2 separate regions of the Hordeum vulgare genome follow, and region 1 is linked to region 2. Evidence: chromatin contacts called from public Hi-C data. All regions are on one chromosome and are shown on one strand. Each heading gives the region's core, a stretch centred on a gene start, on an enhancer-like site or on the middle of the called end of the contact. The rest is flanking DNA. Distances are from core to core; before and after follow the strand shown.

Region 1 (5,743 bases), core at 879-3,378, 680 kb after region 2:
GCTATTCAAGTTCATCATACTTTTTTTTGCTTAAAGTAGACAACCTAAGTAGTAATGCTAGGGACATTTGCTTGGTTTTGCTAGAAATAATTTTCATAGTTGTTTGTTAATAATGAAGTTGCTTGGATTATTTGATAGTATAGATGCTTGGTTTTGTAGGATAGTTGCTCGGTGTTGCTAAAACAATTTTGCATTGTGGTTTGGTAATATTTTTCTTGGTTTTGCTAGAAACAATTTTTTTCATTTTGTTTTGGTAATACAATTGCTTGTATTTGTTAGGATAATTGCTTGGATTTTTTTTGCTAGTAGTAGTTGCTATTGATCTTGCTAGGACAGTTGTGTGGGTTTGTGCTAGGGGGAGGGGGCACGGCACTTGATTAGAGTTTACTAGAACAATTGCTATATGCTAATGTGTATAGTTGGATCTCATCTATTCCCCTTAAACAAGGGATAACGTGGGTTCCGACCTGGAATCTGGACCCCCAATTATAGTGTGTTTAAAGAGATTGGAGGAACTCTTCCTCGGTCTCCGTATCCAAAGATACTGGTAATTAGAGCTTCAAGTGTTCGGTTCTACTCTCCGTTTTATTCATAGTAAGGGAGAGCAGTTCAGTCCACTTGCTCTTTGGCTTACAAACAACATGAGTAGGATTTGCACACAGTGCGAGATCAACTTGCTAGGGGGAGATCAATGTGCCTCATGTTTTGTATGATTTTCTCAATTTTACGCAAACCAACTAATTGCCAATCCTGCTAGGCAAAAAAATGAAGTTGCTTTCCAATAACACTAAAGTTGCCTTCATCGTATCCAAAGTTGCCTCAAAAAAGTTCAACAAAAGATATCAATATAGGATCTAGTTTTGAAGATCTCATAACGAGAAACCCAACAGTAAAAACAAAACTTGATTTCGACACTTGAATCAAAAATTATGAGTTTTAAACAAAATTGTGGCGCAAATAAATGCACATAGAAGCTAGATTTTGGTTGATAACGTTTAAAGATCACATGGACATAAAAAAGATGGTGATAAGGGATCAAAGTGAATATATGTAGATGGATGAGTCGAACTCTCTATAATGATTTGACGCTTGATGGTACAAACTCGCATCTGCTAGCCTTATTCTTTTTTTTTTGTTTGTTTGCAAACATGCCTGACAAGCTCGACACCACCACTAATGTACATGATCATCACCTGACCAGAGACGGTAAATCGTCTTCAAATCCACATAAAACATTGAAGGCAAAATATAACAATTGCACGCACTAAGAAGAAGAATCATAAATATGGCAAATAAAATCGACACCCCATTTGATGGGGTCCTTTTCCTCGGTGTGCAGCGCGTTGCACGCACACCAATCGTGCATGCATCGACTTGCATCAAAAAATTCACAGCATCACGTGCAAGAATTTCACGCACCAATCCCGGAAACCAAATTAACCAGTAGTAGTTGTGTTCAAAAAAAAACCAGTAGTTTGTTGTGTACACGTATATGCAATCACGTAACCAACTGCCCGATCCTACATCGCCGCCACGCCCACGACCTCTCCAACGTCCGCAACGCCATGGCGGCGGCAGCTGCACCGCGGGGACTCCTCGAAGTTGTCCGACGTGAAGGCCTGGGAGAGCGGGCCGACGTAGAACATGAGGTGGTCGGCGTCGGCCATGAGCACCTGGTCGATGCCCCAGTTGACGAACAAGATCCTCACCGAGACGCCCCGGAGGTCCCGTAAGCTGCCGCCAGCCACCCTGCCGGAGATCGTCCGCTGGTAGGTGAGCTTGTACCCGCCGTCCACCTCGAACTCGCAATCCTTGTCCATGAACACCTGGAACGCGCCGTCCGACCGCCGGAGCGTGTAGCCGGTGACGCCCACCGGCAGGATGCCCTTTGGGAACCCAAATTTCTCCAGCATCTCGTACGCGCTCGGCTCCGCGCCGACTGCACCGGCGACGGCCGGCTCGGCAGGGACGTCGCAGGCAGCGGAGACGGAGAAGACGGCGGTGCCGGCGAGCAGCGTGAATAGGAATAGGAGGCGGAGTCGCGTGGTGGCCATGATGGCGTGTGGATTTTCCTGGCTGTTTGGGTGTTGTGTTGCCGGCTATTATTTGCCAGGTTTGCTGGTGAGGAGGTAGGGCCGTGTGGGGGTAGATTTGGGTTTAAGCTTGGGCATCCGGAGATGTATTGTATGCGTTGAGGTCGCGTTGCCGTGAGGTTGGATCCGAGTCTGCCTCTAACTTGGGTTGTCTACTTGGGTTGTAAGTTGACAAGGACCTCATTAGCTACGTACCAACAAGGGAAATGTTTACATCCGAAGCGTCGGCTGAAACGTTTCGCCGGCTCCGCGCACGCTCTGCGATCATTTGCGATTGTGCGTTTTCAGACGTCACCCATGTGTTGTGCCCACGTAGCTAGACCCACACACCGCCCACGGTCGTGTCTTATTCCTTCATTCGTGAGCTCTACGCCTTCACCGTTCATTTCTTCTTTCCCAAAGCAAAACTGCGCACCGTCATCAGTTCATGGATTCCTCTCCCTCATCCTCAAGATTTCTTGCCCTTTAATCAGTGTGAATTTTCCCTGTGGTTTAGCTGCGACTGCCGCAGCTCCACCACTGTTGGTAGTGCAACTCGCCACCGTCGCAACACACCACTCTCGTCTGATGTTGGTCCCAGCAAACCGCCTCTCTAGTTGCAGCTTTTCGCCTCGTCCATTCCAGCAAAAAAACACATACAACTTCTTCGAGAACCCCTGGTGGCCGATCCCAGCTTTTTTTTGTCGCCGGTAGCCGGCTGAAACTTTTCTCATATACGGTTGAAGCTTTCTTTGTCAATGGTTGCAACTTTTCTCTGATTGCGTAGTGTCTGGTTAGAGTTTTTTTTCTCTCGAAGGTTGGAGCTTTTTTCCATTCATAGTTGAAGCTTTTCTGTAAATGATTGGAACTTTTTTCGTTTTGAGTAGCGTTTGGTTAAAGCTCTCTCTATCATCTGGTTGAAGATTTTTTTTATCTAAGGTTGAAGCATTTTGTGTCAACAGTTGTATCTTTCCCTGGTTCGCAGTGTCAGCTAAAACTTTCTTTATAGTCGGTTGAAGCTTTTTCATCTAGGGATTGAAGCTATTTTTCTAGCGGTTGCAACCCACGGATGTACAACAGTTCAAGTCTTGACTCGGTTCAGTCGCGCACCGATGCTCGTTGCTACCGTTGCACCCTTCCATCACCATTGCAGCATGCGTCCCCCGGTGCCATTGAAGCTCTTGTGTGCCCATAGGTGGGGGAAGCTTGAGAGCATTTGTGAAGCCGGCGACGTGGACGGTCGGCGAGGGCTATGACAGGCAACTAGGACAGTCGGCGATTCGGTGACCAACAGCGAGGACGCATGGCGTGGGCTGCAACGGTGACTAGGACAGTCAGCGAGGTCGGCACCCAGCGGCGAGGATGGCCGACAGGAACGGCTGGCGAGGACGGCGACCAGCGGCATGGACGGTCGGCGAGAGGCGGTGACATGCGAACATGTCCGACCGATGAGATATAGGTAAACGCCCGTAGCCGGTCAGCTGACCGAACTTTTGGCCGGCTCGCTAGCCACGGTGGCTTGCTCATCACAGTTCCCTGCCCCGTGTTAGAGTTATAATACAAGTAATGTACCCTTCTGTATTTATCCCAATATATAAGGGGTTTCCTGCATATAGTCCACCACCTGTACATGTATATATATACCGGCCTATGGCCTCATGGTAATACAAGTTGCTTATTTCTAACATGGTATTAGAGCCTAGGTTTTCTTAGCACGCGCAACTCGTGTTTCCTGTCTCCTCCTCGTCCGCTCCCGCCGTCCCCGTCGAAACTCTCGATCTCGCCAGGAGCGGCTCTGCCCAGGAGAGGCTCCTCTCCTCCAGATCGCGCCAGGAGCAGGCCGATCTCCCCCGGCTCCTCCCGTTCCCGCTCCATCCAGGAGCGGCTCCTCCCGCTCCCGCTCCCGCTAGGGGCGTCTCCCGTCAGGCCTCCAGGCTGACTCGCTGCCAGGAGCGGCCCCTCCCGCTCCCGCTGCTCCTCCCGCTCCAGCCAGGAGCGGCTCCCGACAGGTCCACCGCCTGATCCAGGAGCGGCTCCCCGTCCCGTCAGGACTCCAGGCTGCCAGGAGCGGCCCCTCCCGCTCCCACTGCACCTCCCGCTCCAGCCAGGAGCGGCTCCCGTCAGGTCCAGCGCCTGATCCAGCGCCCGCCAGCCGCCGCCCTGATCTGATCTCGATTGGATCTCTGGTTCTAAAAAAAAATGTCTGCTGCATCCGGTTACGTTGCTGTTCCTCGTTGTCCAGTGATTTTTGATGGCACTAACTACACCGAGTTCACTGGCTTCATGCGCATCCACATGCGTGGCATCCGCCTATGGGGCTTTCTTTCCGGCGAGGTCTCTTGTCCGCCATGTCCGGTTCCTCCCCTGGCTCCCACCCCGCCGATCCCACCGGCTCTTCCTACGGATGCTTCTCAGGCCGCAAAGGATACGACTCAGCTTGCTTATGAGGCCACTGTGAGTGCTTATGATGAGAAGGTCTTGGCTTATGAGGAAACTCTTCAGGTGTATCGGGATGCTCTGTCCGGTTACACCCAGTGGCTTGATGATGATGCTCGTGCTGCCGCTGTTCTCACTGCTAGTGTTCTGCCTCAGTTTGCTTCTGAGTTTCTGGGCCTTCCTACTGTCTTTGAGATGTGGACCCGCCTTCGTCAGCGCTATGAGCCCTCTCGTGATGCCTTATACCTCTCCGTGGTCCGTCAGGAGCATGCTCTTCATCAGGGTGACTCTACTGTTGATGCCTTCTATGCACAGAGTTCTGCTATCTGGCGCCAGCTTGATTCTCTTCGCAGTGCTGGTTGTCGTACTTGCGCCTGTTGCCAGGCCGTCCAGGCCGACTTGGAGTTTCATCGGGTCTACGAGTTCCTGTCTCGGCTTCGTAAGGAGTTTGAGCCCCGGCGTGCTCAGTTGTTTGCTCGTGGCCGTATTTCTCTCATGGAGGCGCTTTCTGAGATTCGTGCTGAGGAGACTCGCCTACGTGGTGCTGGTTTGCTGGAGGTTCCCTCGGTGCTCGCTGCTCGGACTTTTTCTACGCCACCTGCTGCACCGACCCCTTCTCGCTCAAGTGATCCGCCGCTCTTGCCCACTCCTTCTGGCGGCTCAGGTCGCCCCCGTCCACATTGTAACTACTGCAACAATGATGGTCATATTGAGCCGCACTGTTACACGAAGAAGAAACACTTGCGCAAGGCGCGGTCACCATCTCCAGCGACTTCGTCATCTACCTCGACAGCTTCAGTCATCGCTTTGACTGAGCAGGATATTCTGAGACTTAAGCGTCTGCTCGCTGCTTCCGGTTCTTCCTCAACGGGTACTGCTGGTTCTGTGACTGAGGCTTCCCGCACTGAGCAACCACCTTCTACACAGTCAGGTACATCCCCATGGGTTCTGGACTCTGGAGCTTCCTTTCATATGACTTCTAATTCTTCCACTCTGTCCTCTCTTCGTTCGCTTTCTATGTGCGCGCTGCTGTGCAGGATCAGGTTGTTGCTCTTCAGTATGTGCCTTCCGAGTTACAGTTGGCGGATTTCCTGACGAAGGCCCAGACTAGAGCACAACATGGCTTTTATCTCTCCAAACTCAGTGTTGTTCATCCACCCTGAGTTTGAGGGGGGGTGTTAGAGTTATAATACAAGTCATGTACCCTTCTGTATTTATCCCAATATATAAGGGGT
Region 2 (5,620 bases), core at 379-2,878:
AACCAAACGATGTATCTTGCAGAAGATCGGCAAATCCAAAATGGCGCCCGCTACGCCCGTTACAATATTTTGTGCAATCAGGAGCACACCCCGAGATGCGCTGGGCCAACCCGATGTCCCTTTATTTTCTCTCTTCAAACTCAAGCAAAGCAAAAAGGATGCAAGGCGGGGTTCAAAATCAGGATCTCCACATTCAAAGAGCAGCGCAACAACCACTACGACAAGCCGATATATACGTTTACATACTTCTTTTTCTTTATTTATTTATTCTTTGTCAAGGTTGCGGAATCCCCCACTTTTGGAAAGCTTCCAGAAGCTTTTCAAACCTTTTTTTGTTTTTGAAACGGTTTTTTACTGTACTTTTCATTTTTCATTTTTCCATTCTATGTTTCTTTTTTCTTTTACTAGAATGCATGATTTTTTAAAATTCGCGACTGTGTTTTTAAAATTCGTGAATTTGTTTTCAAAATCTATGAATTTTTACTAATTGATGGGCTTAATTTCTATAAGTAAATGAACCATTTTCAAACTTGATGAACTTTTAAAAAAATCAATTTACATTTATTTAAATAGGATGAACCTTTTTCAAATCAATGAACTTTTTCAAAATCGTGAAATTTTTCAAAATTTAGTGAATTGTTTGTCAAATTTTATGAACTTTTTTCAAAAATTAATGAACTTATTTTTGAAACTTATGAACTCTTTCAGTTTTTCTAAACTTTTTTAAATTCAATGAACCTTTTTTTCAAAATCAATGATTTTGTTTCCAAAATGCATAAACTTTTTAAAAATAAATTAATGGTCAATGTCAAGTCAACATATCAAGGCATCAATTGAATGGGTTAGTCAACTATGCAGTGCAGCGATCATTTGTTTTTTCAAACGGTCGCACCTGAAGCACTTGACCTCCTATTTGCCGCTAATTGTGGCAAGGAGTCGCGCACTGCACTATGGTGTCGCCCCGACTGGGCCAGTCCATCTTCGGCAAGGACAAGCTGCAACGGACAAGGGCTCGCCCCAACTGGGCCGGCCCAGCTTGTTTTTTTGTTTTATAAAATAGTTGTTTTTCTATTATGTTGATTCAAATTCCGAAACATTTTTGCAAATTACAGAATTATTTTTGAAAATACGAAACATTTTCATAAAAATTATGGATATTTCTTAAAATTTTGGAACAGTTTATCAAATTCCCTAATAGTTTTTCAAATTCAGAACATTTTTCCAAATTCTAGAAAAGTTTTTCAAATTTTGGAAAATTTTATCAAATTCTGGAACAATTTTGAAAAAGCCAGAACATTTTTGATACAGAAAATTAAAAAAAGAAATAGAACATAATAAAGATAAAAAAACGGAAAAAAAGTAAACCAGTTTAGGGAGTATTTTGGAAAATTTCCAAAACCTGAAAAAACCGGTTGAATAAATCTTGAAGGCTTCCAAAACTGGAATCCCCGCAACTGTAATGGGCCGGTTCAGTTCATCCTTCGCTCGTCTTTCTCTGTGCGAAAACCTGGCAATTTGCCGCAACACGCGACGAATAGCATTTTCCAGAAACCACCTCCATCCACCTGCTCGTGTTTTGCGGGCTGGCCCAGTGTGGTGCTGCAGTGATCGCCAGAACTGTTCCCTGGTGCTGAAGGCGTCCTATAGGACTCCCTAAAATACCAGGGTCGAATGAGGCACTATACCGGTACGGTACTGTACCAACCGGGCACTTTAACCTTGAAAAACAAGTCTGAGTAGGGACTCTTGAAAAGTACATAAATTTATAAAAAAGTTAACTATTTTAGAGAATGGGAATATTTTTAAAAATGAAAATAATAATCACTACAAATAGAATTTGAGAACATTTTTTTAAAACAGCAACATTTCCTAAATATTTAGAGGCTAATATATTTTTAAATTTAAGAATAATGTTTGAAAATTGTGAATAAATTTTGATTTTCTGATTTTTTTAATGGAAACATATTTTTAAATCCAATTGTTTTTAGTAGGAACATAATCTAAATTTGTAAACCCTTTTAAAAAATGGATACTTATTTCAACCCTTGAACATATTTTCATTGTTTGAGCATTTTTTAAATTCTGAAATTTCTTCAAAAAGTGGATGACAAACTGAAATTCCGCAGAATTATAACGAAATGGGAACAAAATTAGAAGTTCAAAAATGGTAAGACAATTTGAAATTCCAAGCATTTTTAAAAAGAGAAGAAAACCATAACAAAGCAGAAAGATAACCAGCACAAAAAGTTAAATAAAACAACCAAAAAAAATCCAAACAAAAATCCCCTAGAAAGATCCTAAAACCAGATTTCTGCATTATAAGTGTTAACAGTTTCTTTTTTTTGAGAATCAAGTGTTAACGGTATGTAGGACCTCTATGCGAATAACGGAAGTTCTTCTGCATTGCGGCAAACAACAGTCGCTGCGACATGGGGAAGACAGAGGGTTGGCCAAATTCAGTAGTAATAGAGGGGGTTCTGGTTCTGGCCTTTCAGTTTATTTAGGTTTTCAGTTTATTTAGTTTATTTAGTTATAACTGTGACTAGGTTTTCAGTTTATTTAGTTGTTAGTTCTATTCTCTTTTTTTTTCCAAATTGGCAAAATTTAAAAAATGTTCGAAAACTTCTAATTTTATTTTTAATACTTAAATTCAGTATTTATTTAGAAAAAGGTTCGGAATTTCAACAAAAGTTAACAAATTTCAAATTTTATGTTAATATATTCATAATTGAAAAAAATACATTTTTAAAAACGTTCACAATTTTAAAAAATGTTCCGACTTCCAAATTTTGAATACTTTTTCTATAAAATATCATAATTTCAAATCTATCCGAACATTCAAGAAATTATTTGTCTTGTCCAAGAAAAGTTCACGATGTTATACATTTTCAAAAACTTAAGAATTCTTCACAGTTCCAAAAGTTCTTCCCGTTCCAAATTTTTTAAAATGTTCAAAATTCCCAAATATGTTTGAATTTTTGAAAATGTTTTCATTTAAAAAAAAGTTCTATGGTAATATTCACTTCTAATTTTTTTTTCCGTTTTCTATAAAGAATCAAACAAAATCTATGGTACCCAAATCGGTAGAGGAACACAATTTTATACATTTTTAGTTCATTACAGTACCACGGCTCACTACAATTGCTGCAGTACGATCTTCCTACAAGACCGCGAAATGGTCATTGGTTGTCACTTCTAGATCCAGCTGCTGGTTCTTCTCTCATTCCAAGTTGGCATACTTGCCTCCAATCTCACAGGTTTTCTGAAAAAATCAAGGAAATAGTTTAGTCGACACTAATATTTTTCCACTCCTGAGTGGAGAAGTGCAGTTCAGTCGACCAAATGGCGGCCCGCCGCACCCACCCACACTCCCCTACACTACTCTAAGTACAAAAAAGGACCATGCGTCCAAGTGTTCAACGAGCTCCAGCACATCCTCCTTCCGGACGGTTGACGGGAGAAAATATCCCTAGATCCACCCTGGCGGCAGCGCTGATCGGCCGCCTGACTTCTTTGACTTTCCACCCTTCTTGATGCACTCAAGCTGGCTCGTCTTGCCTTTCGTCATCTCAGCGGCGGCGTAAGGAGATCAAAGCAACACCTGCGGGGCGGAGGCGGAGAGGAAGCAGAGGAGAATCAAGAGACGACACTGCTCCAACCCTAGCGTCGACCAGATTTATAACCGCCCGAGTGAGTCGCTGACTGGTGGACTCGTCGAATCTCTATCGATCCCGATAACAGTGGAGCCGCAGTACGTGGCGATAAGGGCGGCGCAATAATCGAGGCATCGTTACCCCACTTGCCTTGGTTGTTGCGTCATCACCGTGCAGCACGCGCTAACCAAAATTTCGAATCCCGTGAAATCCGGACGTGACGATGTGATCCGTCACATCTCAAGATCCTGTGAGTCACTCGGATCAACTTCAATGCTCAAATTCACTCGGGCATACTTCATAGCAGAATCGATCAGGGTGAATGATGAAGAGTTCAAACGACCCACAATTCTACTAAACCTCAAAGCATGTTCAAGATCGGTATGCCTTCATAAAATTTGCATCGTCCCCTTCCTCACTCGAACGACGATCCATTAGGGGGCTATAATGATGGGGATATGTACCTAGGGTAGGACCATAGGCCCGACCTACATGTCCTACCTAAGGGCACCTCATTATTAACTTGAAGACTACAAGGAGGGTTCCTACTGGATAGCCATAGCGCCCGAGTCACTCGATAAGCAACCACTCGGTAGATTCCCCCCTTCACTCGACAATCAACTTCCACTCGGAAGAACCAAAAGCCAGTCAACGCAGAAGACCAGAAGCCACTCTAGGGAGGCCAAGAGGCGAGAGTTCGGCTGGTCGTCCTAAGTAGAATTAATTACATACGTTATCAGTAACGTAGGCCTTTAAACTCCATTCAACCCTTGGTTGCCCGGTATTGGTGAGGGGAAGCACACTCTATATAAGCCACCCCTCCCCTCTGGCACAAGGGTTCGCACCCCCTGTAACACGCATTCCACACTTCTAGAGCTCCCGAGCACTGAGACATTGGGATGTTACCTCCACGAGAGGGGCGTGAACTCATACATCTTGCGTACAAGCTTTCCGTAGCTAGGACTCTGCCCTCTCCTTTCGTACCCTACACCTCTACTGTCAGGTTCATTCCCATGACAATAATGGGACTGAGTTCAAGAACACTGATCCTGATAATTATCCTCATGAACTTGGTATTACTCATGAGCTATCTGCTCCTTACACTCCTCAGCAGAATGGCGTCGTGGAGTGCAAGAATACGACTCTTGTTGAGATGTCTTGCACTATGCTTGAAGAATATCAGACCCCTCATCTTTTCTGCTCTGAGGCAATCAATACTATGTGCCATATCATCAACATGGTATATCTTCACAAATTCCTCAAGAAGACTTTATATGAACTGCTCACTGATAAGAAACCCAATGTAAATAATTTCAAAATCTTTGTTGCAAGATGCTAGATTAGAGATCCAAACCACAATTCTAAATTTGCACCAAAAGCACATGAGGGTTTTATGCTTGGTTACAGAAAGGACTCAGACACCTACAGAGTCTTCAACAACTATCACAACAGTGTTTAAACTGTAGATGTGCGGTTTGATGAAACTAATGGCTCACAAAGAGAGCACCTACCTCCTGTGTGACATTAAATGCCTCCTGATACGTCTCCACTATAAATTTTGATTGTTCCATAATGTTATATTATCATTCTTGGATGTTTAATGATCATTTTATAACAACTTTACACTAGTTTTTGGGACTAACCTATTGACATAGTGCCCAGTGCAAGTTGATGATTTTTGCTTATTTTTTCCTTTGCAGAAAATCAATATGAGATGAAGTCCAAATGCCATGAAACATTTTGGAGATATTTTTGGACTAGAAGGAAACTTGAGTACCAAGGAGGATCACAAGGGGAGGTCCAGGCGGCACACTAGGCACCAGGGCGCGCCCTGGTCCCCTCGCGCGGCCTAGTGGGTAGTGGGGGCCTCAGGCACCTCCTCCACCGCGTCTGAGCTCTATAAGTATGCCTATCTATTTACTTTATGTATTTTTTTGAATTTGAGTCTCCATCTTCTCTTATAAAGC

What was found. A called contact is a pair of places that touch in the nucleus more often than the background predicts.
Region 1: a Hi-C map of seedling shows a contact between it and region 2, with 2.8 times the contacts expected there. The contact joins the promoter of LOC123412812 here to the enhancer-like site in region 2. A contact is called at or near these places in 2 of 6 Hi-C or Micro-C datasets (leaf and seedling).

What each region holds. Positions count from the first base shown.
Region 1 is chr1H:428,358,703-428,364,445 of MorexV3_pseudomolecules_assembly, forward strand. It overlaps LOC123412812, which reads right to left and starts at 2,129. Exons shown (of 1, transcript XM_045105763.1): 1 at 1,094-2,129. The coding sequence starts at 2,054. The coding sequence ends at 1,521.
Region 2 is chr1H:427,677,708-427,683,327 of MorexV3_pseudomolecules_assembly, forward strand. No RefSeq gene overlaps it. Among protein-coding and RNA genes, the nearest start is that of LOC123442669, 150 kb to the right of the region's middle. Within about 2 kb of position 1,629, at least 3 of the 3 cell types and tissues checked have open chromatin away from gene starts, as enhancers often do. A contact at or near this core is called in leaf and seedling, where this site is marked.